Regions from separate parts of the Mustela erminea genome. Here region 2 is linked to region 1. The links are chromatin contacts, called in public Hi-C maps. All regions are on one chromosome and are shown on one strand. Each heading gives the region's core, a stretch centred on a gene start, on an enhancer-like site or on the middle of the called end of the contact. The rest is flanking DNA. Distances are from core to core; before and after follow the strand shown.

Evidence for each region. A called contact is a pair of places that touch in the nucleus more often than the background predicts.
Region 2: a Hi-C map of spleen shows a contact between it and region 1, with 7 times the contacts expected there. The contact joins the promoter of PARP2 here to the promoter of RNASE4 in region 1. A contact is called at or near these places in 2 of 3 Hi-C or Micro-C datasets (skeletal muscle and spleen).

The regions. Positions count from the first base shown.
Region 1 is chr5:51,648,524-51,655,150 of mMusErm1.Pri, forward strand. It overlaps RNASE4 (ribonuclease 4), which reads right to left and starts at 3,195. Exons shown (of 2, transcript XM_032343137.1): 1 at 2,966-3,195. LOC116590816 (ribonuclease K3-like) reads right to left here and starts at 2,965. Exons shown (of 3, transcript XM_032343134.1): 1 at 2,893-2,965. It overlaps TRNAP-UGG (a tRNA gene), which reads right to left and starts at 3,547; the gene lies at 3,476-3,547. TRNAY-GUA (a tRNA gene) reads right to left here and starts at 4,838; the gene lies at 4,748-4,838. It also overlaps TRNAT-UGU.
Region 2 is chr5:51,932,985-51,939,611 of mMusErm1.Pri, forward strand. PARP2 (poly [ADP-ribose] polymerase 2) reads right to left here and starts at 3,324. Exons shown (of 16, transcript XM_032343156.1): 1 at 3,187-3,324; 2 at 2,014-2,166; 3 at 1,637-1,707; 4 at 981-1,031; 5 at 665-761; 6 at 178-253. The coding sequence starts at 3,229.

The DNA of each region.
Region 1 (6,627 bases), core at 1,945-4,444:
CCTTAAGACCTCAGCAATCCCAGACTACAGAAGAAGCTGCTCACTCCCAAAGTCTGTGGGGATCAAGATGACTTGAGCAACAGGCTTGAGTAAATCTCTGGTAAATCACCTGAAGGCAGAGATAAGGTACTCCATTCCAGCATCACACACCCATACACACACTCACACACACACACAGTCCCATGGCTTGAAACACCAATTCAAACACCAACTCACACAAACAGATCAGCTTCTGATGTTAGCTTTATTCTGTGGTGCTGGGGAGCAGCCTCTAGTGTCTGAACACAGCCAGGTCACTTTCTGGCCTCCGGGATTTCACTTGAAAACTTGGGGAGAATTCACAGCCTCCCCCACGCAAAAAAACAAAAAACCAGTTAGGTGAATGGTGAGTGGTTAATTGTTTTTCTTTCTTTTATTTTCTTTTTTTTTTTTTTTTTTTCCATCTTGGCACAATGAGGTTTTGATGAAACAGAAAATAAAGGTTTGGGGAAAAAAAGTTTGACTATTTCATTAAAATGCCTCTAAGTGCTTATTCATTTGTATTGCAAACTACCTAAAACAAGGAGTATATATATATATATATATACATATATATATATATATAAAATCTTCAGTAATTTTAATAGGTGTAAAGCAATTGTCAATTGAAAAAAGCCCAATCATATATTTTTTAAAAATGTTTTGACAGCTTCAACTTAAAAGTCATCATCCTTTTCCTGAAAATTTTCCTGTGTCTCTTCTTCACATCTTGCACATAGACACAGGCAGCCCAGGGTTCTTCTTCTAAGGACTCAAGTGCTGGTGTCCTTTACCCTTTATACAGAGTACATATGTTTAATTCTGTCCTTAAGACAAATTATAAAATTAGGTGATGGAGAGAAGTGACTAATCTTTTCATTTGTTTGAACTCTAACATTTTTTTTAGGTTTATAAGCATGAAATTAATTTACTAACAGAACTAATGGTTAAAAGAGGATGAAGATCCAATGAAAAGAAGGATAACATCTCCAGGAGTGGGAGACACTATGGCTATGGGAGAATGGGCCAAAGTCTTGTTGACATGCCTGTGTGTTTTCAAACAAAAACAGAAGTTACACATTCACTTTTCAACAAACTGAGCTTTGTGCCCATTCTCTTTCCCAGATTTCAAGGTGTTCTGCTGAGAATAACTGTTAACAGAGATTGCTCTTCACTTAAATTCAGATTAAATAAAAACTTTTTTTTAAAGATTTTTTTATTTATTTGACACACAGAGAGAGAGAGAGAGAGAGAGATCACAAGTAGGCAGAGAGGCAGGCAGAGAGAGCGGGGGAAGCAGACTCCCAGCTGAGCAGGGAGCCCTATGTGGGGCTCAATCCCAGGACCCAGAGATCATGACCTGAGCCAAAGGCAGAGGTTTAACCCACTGAGCCACCCAGGCACCCCTAAATGAAAACTTTTAATGAGGGGTTTCATTGGCCTGCTTCGGTCCACTTTCTTAGCCATCTACTTTAATTTCTGAATCACATGGGCAAATGCTTCCAACAATAACTTGACAAATCTCTTACCTTTGCCTGATTGTAACCTGACATCTGCTCTTGCACCAATAGCCAGAGCCATTCTTCTTTTCCTGGAATAGTTTCCCCATCTGTTCTGCCAAACTACATAGCTCTTGTCCACATTAATAGAGTACCTTCTTTTCTATAAGTACCATCTTACTACCACCCTGCCACCCCAAGAAGTCATAGAATAAGAAAGAGGGAGACCTGGAGGACTATCTCTCAAGGCCTCATAGAACAGATGAGGATACTGAGGTACAGAGAAAGAAAACATGTACTGCACCAGGAACATCTGGTGTTCCAGGGACTAGAAGCTTTCTAATGCACCACATAGGTTTCATAGTCCACACTAGCAATTTCTAGAAAAATAAAGCTAATTTTAAAGATGCCACCGAAAGCTGCTGTTTGAGGAAAACCTACTGAATATTCCATGAATTTCAATAATATTTTATCTGTAAAAAGAGTTGCTTATAATAAAGTGTGTGTAACAAAATTATCCTTCTGCACAGTTAGTAACTGTGTTGTTGGTAGTTCTTTGAATACCTAAGACTGCTTCTGGGAAGTTGGCCAGTGCTGTTCAGATAATAATACCACTTGAGTTTCTAGTGATTATATTTATGACTTGATTATAAGGTTAGGGACACAAAGGGAGGGTCTTGCCTCATTTGAGATTTCCCTAGTCCCCAGAATGATGCTGAAATTGTTTTTACTGTCCTTCTTGAATAAAGATGTTCTCTTTTGCCAATGTGTTACCATATGACACGCTGTCTCAGAGTAAAAAGACTGAGGATCCCAACACTTTAGTAAGAAAGCTTAAAGAAGAGCCTGTTGGCAGTGAATCCTGTAATTTTGCAACATTGGCTGCGGGTGGGGAGAGAGAAGTGAGTCACCAGAAAACAAAAACGCAAGCCCCACAAGGCAGTTATGCTGGCAAAAACTGGACAAGGCCTAAATCTGGCGATCCACCTGGGTACCAAGTAAAGAATCCTTGGGTTTGGGCAAGTGCAGGCCTTCCCGGGCCTCCACCCCGTTCGCCAGTTCCGCGCCCTCTTCTGACCCTACATTCTAGGCGCTAGACTTTCCCGAAGCCGTCTTTGCTTCGGGAAAGTCTAGCGCCTAGAATGTCTCTGCTCGGCTGCGGGAAGTAAATCTCAGGGTAGAAATGTAGAGTCGCTAACTCATAAAAGAACAAGACTTTGGACCTTCCTTCGTACTCCTGAGCGGCTCCAACGCGGTTCTGCAAACGCCTCCCCGAGGAGTCCCACACTGTCTCTGCTAAGAAGGGGCTCCTCGGGCCAAAACGCTCTTGGTAAAACTACTGAGGAGGAGGAAAGAGAGCAGGATGTGAACCCACCTCGGCCTGGAACGGGGCTGCAGAAACGCGCAGGACAGCGGAAAGAAGTTTTTCTCACGGCTTCTTCCCCTACCTGTAGGATGATAGGGAGCAGGTAGAAAACGCAAAGACTTCCTTTTAAATCTTGCTTTGGATCCTGGGTGGGGTCGGCATACGTGTGTGTACAGGAACGGACGGGGCACGCAGCAGGGAGAGGAAGGCGACGGGGGAGCCTCGGTGCAGTTGGGACCGCGCCCTGTTTCTCCCCGGACGCCCCTCCCGCCTAGACCCGCCTCTGCAGTGGGCGCGGCGGGCGGGCCCTGCCTGAGAAAGGAGAGGGCCTGCAGACCCGAGCCCCACGCACCTCCAGGGACAACGGGCCTGGGGACACCAACCCCTGCTCTTGGGAGCGAGGCGGTCCCTCCGAGGTGTCAGCTGGCGGTTAGTCCAGGAGACCAGGCGGTTTCTCCCTGCACAGCTCGTCAGCCCTCTGTGGCATTCGTTGGTTCAGCGCACCTCTTGTGCAGAACAGTCGGAAAGCGAGGACGTTTGTAGAGATCTGAACTTTTGCATAGTTTCGAGGGCAGGAGAAAAAAAAAAACAAGGGCTCGTCCGGGATTTGAACCCGGGACCTCTCGCACCCAAAGCGAGAATCATACCCCTAGACCAACGAGCCGATGCGACAAGAATGGCTTTATTTTCTCTGAACAGTACTTTCTAGTGTGCAGTTGGCCGCCAGGCTGTTTCCGAGCTTCGTCCTGCATTGTGACATTTACTTTTGGCCTTGCTTCGTTGTCTCTCATTTTCATGAAGTCTCACTCCTTTGAAGCCTGGCTCGGCCCTAGCCTCGCTTATTCTCCCCGATCCACATCCTGGACCCCTCCAGGGGCCGGATGGGGTGAGGAGGGTCAGTTTCCAGACCTCGCGCCGCGTGGGTGAGCTCCACCGAGCACTGCCGGACGGCTCTGGGCGCGAGCTCGAGCGCTACGGGAGCGCGGCGGGAGCGCGGCGGGAGCGCGGCGGGAGCGCGGCGGGAGCGCGGCGGGAGCGCGGCGGGAGCGCGGCGGGAGCGCGGCGGGAGCGCGGCGGGAGTCCGAGGACCCGAGCGGAGCTCGCTTGCGAGCCTGGAGGGTCCTGAGCCTCAGGCTGGACGCGCGGGAAGCGTGTCAGTCTGCTACCACGTCGAACGAGCCTAACATCCTAGGCGGGAAATGGTGGGCATCAAAATCCCAGGAGCCCGATTTGGTGGGAGGTGCGCCAGTCTGGCGTGTGTTCGGATGGTCCAGGCCCTGAAGGAGAATCAAGGGTTCCATCTCCCACCTTTGTTTCACTTGTTCCCTCGGTCTGGAATTCTTCGTCACAGCCAAATTCGCGTCAGATCCTGTTGGCCCTTCCTGTTCTGGCCCAAAATCTTTTTTGTAGAACTACAGATATGTATAAAAAGATAAACTAAAGCTGCCGTGTAAGGACCTCCCCCTGAATGGCTGTGTGTATGGAAGGGGGCGGACGCTCGGGTCGGGGGTCCCAGTCCAAGCGGTTTTTTCCTCAAGGTGGAGTCGCTCCGGGCGCACCACGCAGACAGCGCACACAGCGTTTATATATAATGTTCTGTATCAACGAGTGGATCAACTAGAAGCCAAAAGAATCATGTGAGGGGACGTTAACTCAAAATTCTCCCAGCTGGCTGACAGAGTTGGCTCACACTCGCCACCTCACTAAGAAACTGCCCAACGGGATCCATTTGTTCATATATGCTTGGAGAGCTCAAACTTTCTCTTGGGGACAGGAATAAGGTCTGGAGAAGTCGATTCCAGAAGACAAAATGCCCCACAGGAAACAAGTGGTAGTCGACTGCAAACCCCAAAACTGCAGCTCCTCCTTCGAGCCGGAATCGAACCAGCGACCTAAGGATGACCACACAGAAAGCGCGCTACAGTCCTCCGCTCTACCAGCTGAGCTATCGAAGGGGGTACGAGTTTTTCCTCTCTAGAGTCACCTATTCAGGACACCTACAAATAGGGGCGCGGGAGAAACAATCTACAGAGGCGTGGACATCGCAGGGTCACAAAGCCAGCCTCTGAGAAAGCCCCGCCCGCATTTCTGGGGACAACCCTTCTAGAGCCGGATTCCCCGACCGCACGGAGGGGCTTCCAAAGCAGGACAACCCGTGGGCTCCTCACAGGCACCCCCAGACCCGGTACATCACGAGGCCGCCCAGGTCTGGGGGCATCTGCTCGCCCGGGGGCGGTTGGCTGCCGTAAGCGCGCAGCCCGGGACCTCCCGCCGCGATGTGTGCGGCGTGGAAGCCGCCAACGGCCGGGAAGAACTAGGGAGTGCGGCGGTGGGACACGCAGCTCCGCCCGCGCAGCTCGGCGCCAGGCGGAGAGGGCGGGCCTCCCGGGTCTGGCTCGGGCCTCTTCGCTTTTCCTCACTTCCTGTGCTCGCCTCGGAATCCAACCGCTTCTCCACAGGCGAGGCGCAACTCTTCCGTGAATACGTCCACAGACTCGGGGAGAAAGAGGATGTGGAGCATAGCCCAGTGTTTCCGCGAGAAAGGACTTCTGGAGAAAATATCTTAAGGTGTTTCAAAGAGGAAGCCGCAATTCCTCTGAGCCGATAACAAACTTAGTGACCCAAGTCTCGGCCTTCGTTTTCCCGCTGGGGTAGTCAAGTGTTGGAAAACTCGCGGTCACAGGAAACCTTGCGGAACAGCATACTCCTCCCAAACGCCTCCTCCCTTTCGGAAGGGGAGCCTGTTCAGCAGGGTTCAAAGCCTGTGCTGAGCGGGGCACTGGGCCGGACTCCCATGGTCTACCCCCACCCCCGCGCCGCCGCCCCCACCGCCCCCACCGCCCTCAGCCCTTCTCCGGCTCCCGCCGTCCTCCGGAAGGGCTCTCGCGGCGGGTCAGCACAGCCCCGGCGCCCGCGGACGCAGGGAGCTCTTCCTGCAGCTTCTAATGGACTCCGCGGCATTCCAGGCAGCAGACCCGCACTTGCGCAGTAGCGCGTAAGAGGAAACGGATCTCTTCAGCTTGGTTTATTCAGGTAGTGGGACCGTGGCGAGAAGACACACGAACCGAATTTCCGCAAGGGTTAAAATTACCGGAGGGGAGGGCGGGAAGTCTTATTTAAAAGAGTAAGAAATAAGGGTTAAGGCCCCAGCGAGATTTGAACTCGCGACCCCTGGTTTACAAGACCAGTGCTCTAACCCCTGAGCTATAGGGCCTCGTGAGCGATTTGTTTGCTTCTTTCTTTGAAAAGGAACGTTTTTTAATGCTGGGCCTTTGTTAGGGGGATTAAATGTAGGAAGTGGACAAAATTCGAATTTTGTTTCAATCTATTTACTCTTGGAATTTGGTCTGCACGCCCTTGCTAGGGATAACGCAATATGAGGGCCAGTGATAACAGACACCACTATTTTAAAGATCGGAGAAATCTGCCTAAACCTACACATTACAACCCAGAGTCCACCTCAGACCTCTCCTCGCCAGGGAGAGGAAACGCGAAGTAGAGGAAGTTGACGACCACAGATCTCTCGGCCTTCCCACTGATTTTCTCCTTGACTCAGGATAGCCACCAACTTTCAACCTCCTTCTTCAAGTTCTTTCTGTGTATGGACCTTCCGTACAGCTCGAGCCTCTGCGCCAGAGCAAGCATTTGTTGGTTCGTTATTTAATTCATTTCTTCATGCAACAAACACGGAACTCCCAATTCTGTGCTGGGCTGTGCACTAGGAACAAGGCATCAGATACGGTC
Region 2 (6,627 bases), core at 2,074-4,573, 280 kb after region 1:
TCAAGGTTCCAGGTGATGTAATCACTAACTAAGGATGCAGTTTGGTATTCTATTCATAGAATGTCACAGTGGAAACACATTAACATTGAGGCCAAATCACACTTCTTATAAATTCTTAAAGAAGATACATGGAAGAAAAAGAATGGTATTTTTTGATACTCATTTCTTAGAACTCACTTCTTCTGAAAGATTTCCTTGGCTTTGTTGAGGTCCCCTGAGCAAGCCACCAAGCTGTGCTGCCCCATTTTCCCAACTGCAAAATAAATTCCACACATAAGATGGTTTCCTGCCTCCCAATCCAAGAAGAATTTTCTCAAAGTCTCCCCACTTAAGCATCTGACAAATAGGCAGGAAGGGGAGAGGGAAAGGTGAATGGGTCAAGCGGACTGATCCTGTTGGTATTAGTTACCTGCTAACTGCCACAGTTCCTGAACAGCATTAGCAGACCAACTGCAGGACACTTCCCTGCCTCAACAGGCTGCTCTTAGTTTTTCCAGTGGGAACTTATTAATGAAGATGCTTGCAATTTCCCTTTTGCGAGCCCCTCCTAGGTTATAAAGCCTCCTTTCCACCAATTTAAACCCAGAGGATCTTCTGGTTACTCACTAAGCTGTCTCTGGCTTTCTGAATGACAAATGAGAAAACCAATAATAAGAGTCATTACCTCGGCCCCATCTCATCCAAACGCTGAAGTGCCTCTGGGCATCATCTTCTAACAGCTGAATCAAATAGTACTTGTTGTTGTTAAACTGAAGATTGGTCTATGATAAGAGAAACACCGAACATGAGACAGGTTTACAAATGGAAGCCACATAAATTGATGTCTTCCTTGGTCACAGGTACTAGTAACTGCTGTAAGGAAAAAGCTACTATAAGGCTAATATCAGGGACTTAAGAATTAAAGATCTGGGCATTGAGACATGCTCATCTGTAATTACCAAGAAAAAAATTCCCATACATAGAACAGCTCCTCCCCTTACCTGATTTAGCATGACATCATAGACATCATTCCCTTCACAGTACACATGGGCCTTAGAGAGAGAAGGAAAACATTGACATTAGTGTAGTCTCAGTCCTCATGAGAGCCTTAGTAATGCTCTAAATTTTCTTCTGTCTCAAGGTGTCATTCTCCAGCGCCACCAATATCTACCTTCCAAGAAAGAACTGCAAAAGCATGTTCTTTTACATATAACCTATTATTCCTATAATAAAAACATGTTGGCTTTTTTTGTAATTACAGAAAAACAAATGATTCTAACACTTAAAGGAAACTTGCTCCAGAGGAAGCCTTTCTTCTGTATTCTTCAAATCCTTTTCACATTCGTAACTCATGCCATACCACAGCACAGTTTCTCATGAGAACAAAGATGTTTCATCATCCTTGATAATGGTATAATTTGCTACCTGAGAAAGAGAATGAGGTGCGGAAAGCTGATGATAACCCCAGAAGTTAAAAAAAATCCTGATTATTAACCCCAAACTCCAGCACCCCCATCTCTTAATCTTTGAGAAAATTAATCATTAGTAGCGTTTTGGAGGATTCCTAAAATGAATACTAGTAGCGTTCCAGACAGGAATCCCAGTAGCAAAAGAACAACTGCTCTCTGAGAAATTGATGGGCAAAGGAATCTCTTACCTTTCCCACCTTGGCTGTGCACTCAGGATCCACGGGAGCTTTGCCCTTTAACAGCAAGGTCTTCACGGACTCTGAGGGAGGAGATATATACTACAGCTACTTGTATGGGAATAAAAAATAACTATCATGTCATAATGAACTTTGCCCATCCCAAGCAATCCTGATCTGTCCAGGTCTCAATCTGTCTAAATTACATGAAACTGAAGATTCCAAGAAAGGAGATTTGTATTGTGGTATGCCCAAAGGATAGAAAATTAATCATATCTTTAAGAAAGGAAGAAGTAAGATTTGAAAGAACAAGGCATCCTTTGTCCTCACCCCTCCCATAGGCAATCCTGCTAGTCCATGTCCTCTCTGGCCTACCACTTGAAGCTGACCTTGCTTGTCTTCTGTTTTGTTATTATTGGCCTCTCCTCCATTCACAGGCTCCTTTTTCACCCCCTGCCTCTGGCATCTTCGAGTTTTCTTTGCAGGCAGAGGGTCTTCTATAGCTGTGTTGCCATTATGAACTCGTCCAGCTTCATCTAATGCTACAGAGGCCATGTGCATAAATAGGCAAAGAACCAAAAGAAAGAATGAGTATCCACTGAACACAATCCTACTTTGAAAAAAACATCATCTTTTTAAGGAAAAGGCTTAAGATGGTTTTGTAAATTTACAAAGAAATAGTAACTGCCATACCAGTGTTCTTGGCAATAGTCTGAGAAATCACATCCTAAATTGCTATTCTAGCCAAATTAAAATAGAATAAGATAAAATAAGATGGAGCCCCAGGGCTCTTGTGAGCTCATAGCCTGAGGCATGAGTGTCATATAGACTGTTTATCTCTGTTTACTTGCATCCCCAAACTTTACCAATACCTATCTTCAAACTACCCAACGTGGTATGAGATAATGGTTAACAGAGTGCTCTGGAATCTGTCTCTAGTTTAGAGCCTAGCTGGGTCTCTTCCAGCTGTGGAAACTTGTAGAATTTACTTCATCTCTTTGTACCTCAGTCGCCCCAACTGTAAAATCCAGAGGAGGGCAACAATAGCACCTAATTTGTAGGATGGACCTACACAATTGTAGGATGGATGCACATAAGAACATAACACAGAGAGAGTGTAATACTCCTCAATTCTAAGACCTGAATTTTACTATCTTTGAAACTGGGCTGCATCTTACAATGGATGACATATAAACAATGAATCACGTTTTAACTGGAAGCATTTTTTTTCCTTTCTTAGTGATACATAAAATAATGATGCATCTTAATAAATATTATTAATAAATAAATATTAATAAATAAATATTTTCAATTAGATGACATTAAGTATTTAAAATAGTGCTGGCACTGTGTTAGTTACTGCAGGTCCACAAGCTCTTATACACAATTCTGTAATCCGAAAAGCTCTGAAAACTGAAGTTTAAAAAGTTCAGCACCTAAACTAGCGTGATAGCCAAGGACGGGTCAGGGGGTGACGGAAGGGGTGGAGCTAGAGCAGAGGGCCCCGCTCCTCTTCAGACTCCCCGCCCCCCAGTATTCGCCCCCTACAATGTGCACCGAACCTCCGACCCCGTTGCTGCGCGTCCCCCGCCGTCTGGCAGCCATGAAGCCTGAACGCTCCTGTCAGCAAACCCGCCCCTGGAAATACCCGCCTGGAGTCACAGGGCGGGAACATAGCGCGCGTGCGTGCGTGCTGAGAAGACGCGTGCTTGGGACAGGGGCGGTACTCTCCGCGATATTTGCATGTTGCTACGCGTTGTGGGAAGTCACCATAATTGTAAAATGTCTTTAGATGCGGGAGCCTTATAAATGCTCGGTGGGGCCACCGTTTCCCATAGGGCGGAGGGAAGCTCATCGGTGGGGCCACGAGCTGAGTGCCTTGTGTCACTCTTACCCCATGTCCCCTGGGAAGGTCTGAGACTAGGGCCATAGAGCGGCCCTAACAGGGTCCTCCCTGATTTCGGGGAGGTGAGTTCCCAGAGAACGGGGCTCCGCGCGAGGGCAGACTGGGCAGGAGATGCCATGGACCCAACCCCCTGCGGAAGGGCCTGGCGGATGCCTCCTTAGCCGGAGCTTGGAACAGACTCACGGCCAGCAAAGTGAGTTCAATGGCTGAGGTGAGGTACCCTGGCTGAGGGGCCTCATAACCTAATTCAGACTACTCTCCCCCGCCCCTTTTTGAAGAACAGCAGAGTATGAGGAAGGGGGAGGGGGGGAATGTGATGACTTTGGGTCAGGAGTGGGGCCAAGCACTGAACAAGCTTAACAAGTCTCCATTTGGACCTTGAGGTAAGGAAGGGGGGTTTCTTATGACAAAAGTCACTGATTATAAGAGAAAAGATTGATACACTTGATTTCCTGGAATTAAAGAGCTTTGTTCATCAAAATATAAAAACTGTAGTGAGGGTACCCTAAAAAGCCTAAGATACACTAAAGAAAAATCAGGGGTCTTAGCTCAGGACAAGCCTATCAAATACTAGCACCACAGGTTACTCCTCCAGGGACCTTGGGTGAGTCAGTAAACCATGATGAGGCTCCCCTTTGGAAAATCAAACTGTAGGAAGGCTGGTATTATAATAAATGTAAGATACCTTCTAGAAGTAAGCACTACATTTATTTTGGATATCTTTCTTCTTATAAAAACGTTTTGCCTCGTGACCTTCAGTGTTCCCATTTTCCTCCTTGATCTATATCAGTTTGAATACAATGTAGGTGTTCATTATTCTTCCAGGTACAAGATGTGAAAGAAATAACGTGGAATGAAATGTGGTAATAGATGGTTGTAGACTTCTCATAATCCTTGTAATTCTCAAGTTTTATTGTTATGTTATTTTTTGAAAATAATAAATTCACATGGTTCAAAATTAAAAAGGGATCAAAGCATGTATCATGAAGTCTCCTAGGCCACCTAATTCCCCTCCCCAGGAATAGCATTAACAGTTTCTTTTGTATCCTTTGTGAGGTATTTTATGTAAGTATAATCAAATACATGTATTTCACCCTCCCGTCTTCTTTACATTTTCTACCAGTTATCTACCTTTTCCCACTTAGGATTTTCAAATGAGTAAATAAAGAATATCCATATTCTTTTTTTTTTTTTTTGCAAAGATTTTATTTATTTGATGGAGAGAGAGCACAAGCACAGGGAGCGGGAGCAGGAGAGGGAGAAGCAGGCACCCCACAGAGCAGACAGCCTGATGCAGGGCCTGATCCCAGGACCCTGGGATCATGAGCTTAGCCAAAGGCAGAGGCTTAACGGAATAAGCCATCCAGGTGGACCCATCCCCATTCTTTATAATGGTTATACAGTAATCTAATGTATGTACATACCGTAATTTATTTAACCTTTATTGGTCAACATTTAGGTAGTTTACAATCTTGTTGTTTTCCCCCAACATATGTGTGTATGGGTCATTTGTCACATATTACATTCAGGTGGGTTTTGATATATTTATAAGGACTAAACATGCAGTGTTTCCTGTTACTTATATTTATTTTGTACACAGTGATGACTAGAAACCAACCAACACCATAAATGTCTTGATTGAGCAATAAAGGACTCCCCACTTTTATTTTCTATTTGCTCTCAGAGGTTAAAACAATCACTATTTCTAAAGTAGCTGACAGTGAGTGGGAAACAAAACTTGGAATCTGTTCTGATAGCAGCGTCTTACAGAGCTATCCCTGAAAGAGAGCCATGACAAGTGACAGGTCCGCTTTTACTTCCTAGATGAAGTTTTGTGTTGTTTTCCTTTTGTTTCAGGTTGAAGACAGAATCCATGGAGGAAGGAAGGCCTGGGTCTTCAGACCCCTGGGTGCCAGTCCGGAAGTGGCACTGTGAAAGCATCTGTAACATCTGCTATAGATGCCCTAACGATCAAGCGGGCTGGGATTTGGACATTCTCAGTAGGAATGGCTAAAGGCTGATGGGATCATAAAGCAAGTACTTGAACTTTGACTAAGATAGGCCTTTAAGTGTTCTCTCTGTCTCACCCATGTCTATGTGTCATTTCTATCTAAAAAAGAATAGGTTCTTTAAATTCCTGTTGTATTCTATAATGCTAGACACAGAGTGGGCACTGAGTAATTGGCATGGAGCAGGGTAAAACTGAGCAGTGGTAGTAATCTTAAAGCAGAAGCATCAAATGATTTGGTGTTATCAATTTGGAGTTTGTATCAGGTCTTCATGAAGCATCTGTTTACATAATGTAAAATGTACCTTTTGGCCATGAGCACCAGCACTTGGCAGCATTTACTTCTCACAGGGAACAAAATGAGTGAGTCATTGATAGTTTATGAAGTATTTACAAAATATTTGCTTAAGCTCCCTAAATGCTCAGTAAATCTGAAGTGGCCTTCACATGGTACAGTGACATTTCCTGAAGCATAGCTAGAATCCTTCAGGGAGCATCTCATCCTAGGAGAGGGGTCATGTGTTTAACATCAGGATTTGTGTGCTAAACTTTAGGTTATGTGCCAAGGATACAGAGACCAGAATCTAGGTTTGTGAGAATAGAGAAGTTGCACCTTTAGGTGTATATATAATTATTATATATATAATTATTCTCTGGTAGGGAATACTTGGATCATGGGATTTTGAGGGAGACAGTGTTAAAGCTTTAGAAACCTTGCACTTCAATGCTTATTTCCTGTCTCTATTTCCTTGGTTAATCTAATATGCTACTCCTCTGAAAACATTTTACATAATTAAAACAGTATTCAACTCTAGGACAGGAGTTAAAATAACACTTTGATCGCATATCTCAGGTACTTAAAACACCTCAGTCTCTTTCTGACCTACTGAGCCTCTAGAGCATTCTCTATATGTGCCAAAGCAAACCAACCATCTTCTGTAGCTCTGCTTCTTATTTCATGTAGGAAGTGGTATGGTGAAGTGAAAATTGGGATTATTGACAGAACTGGATTTAAATCCTAGCTCTTAATAGCTGGGTGACCTTAAAAATTTATTTAACTCCTCTGAGCCTCAAATTTCCATGTAAATA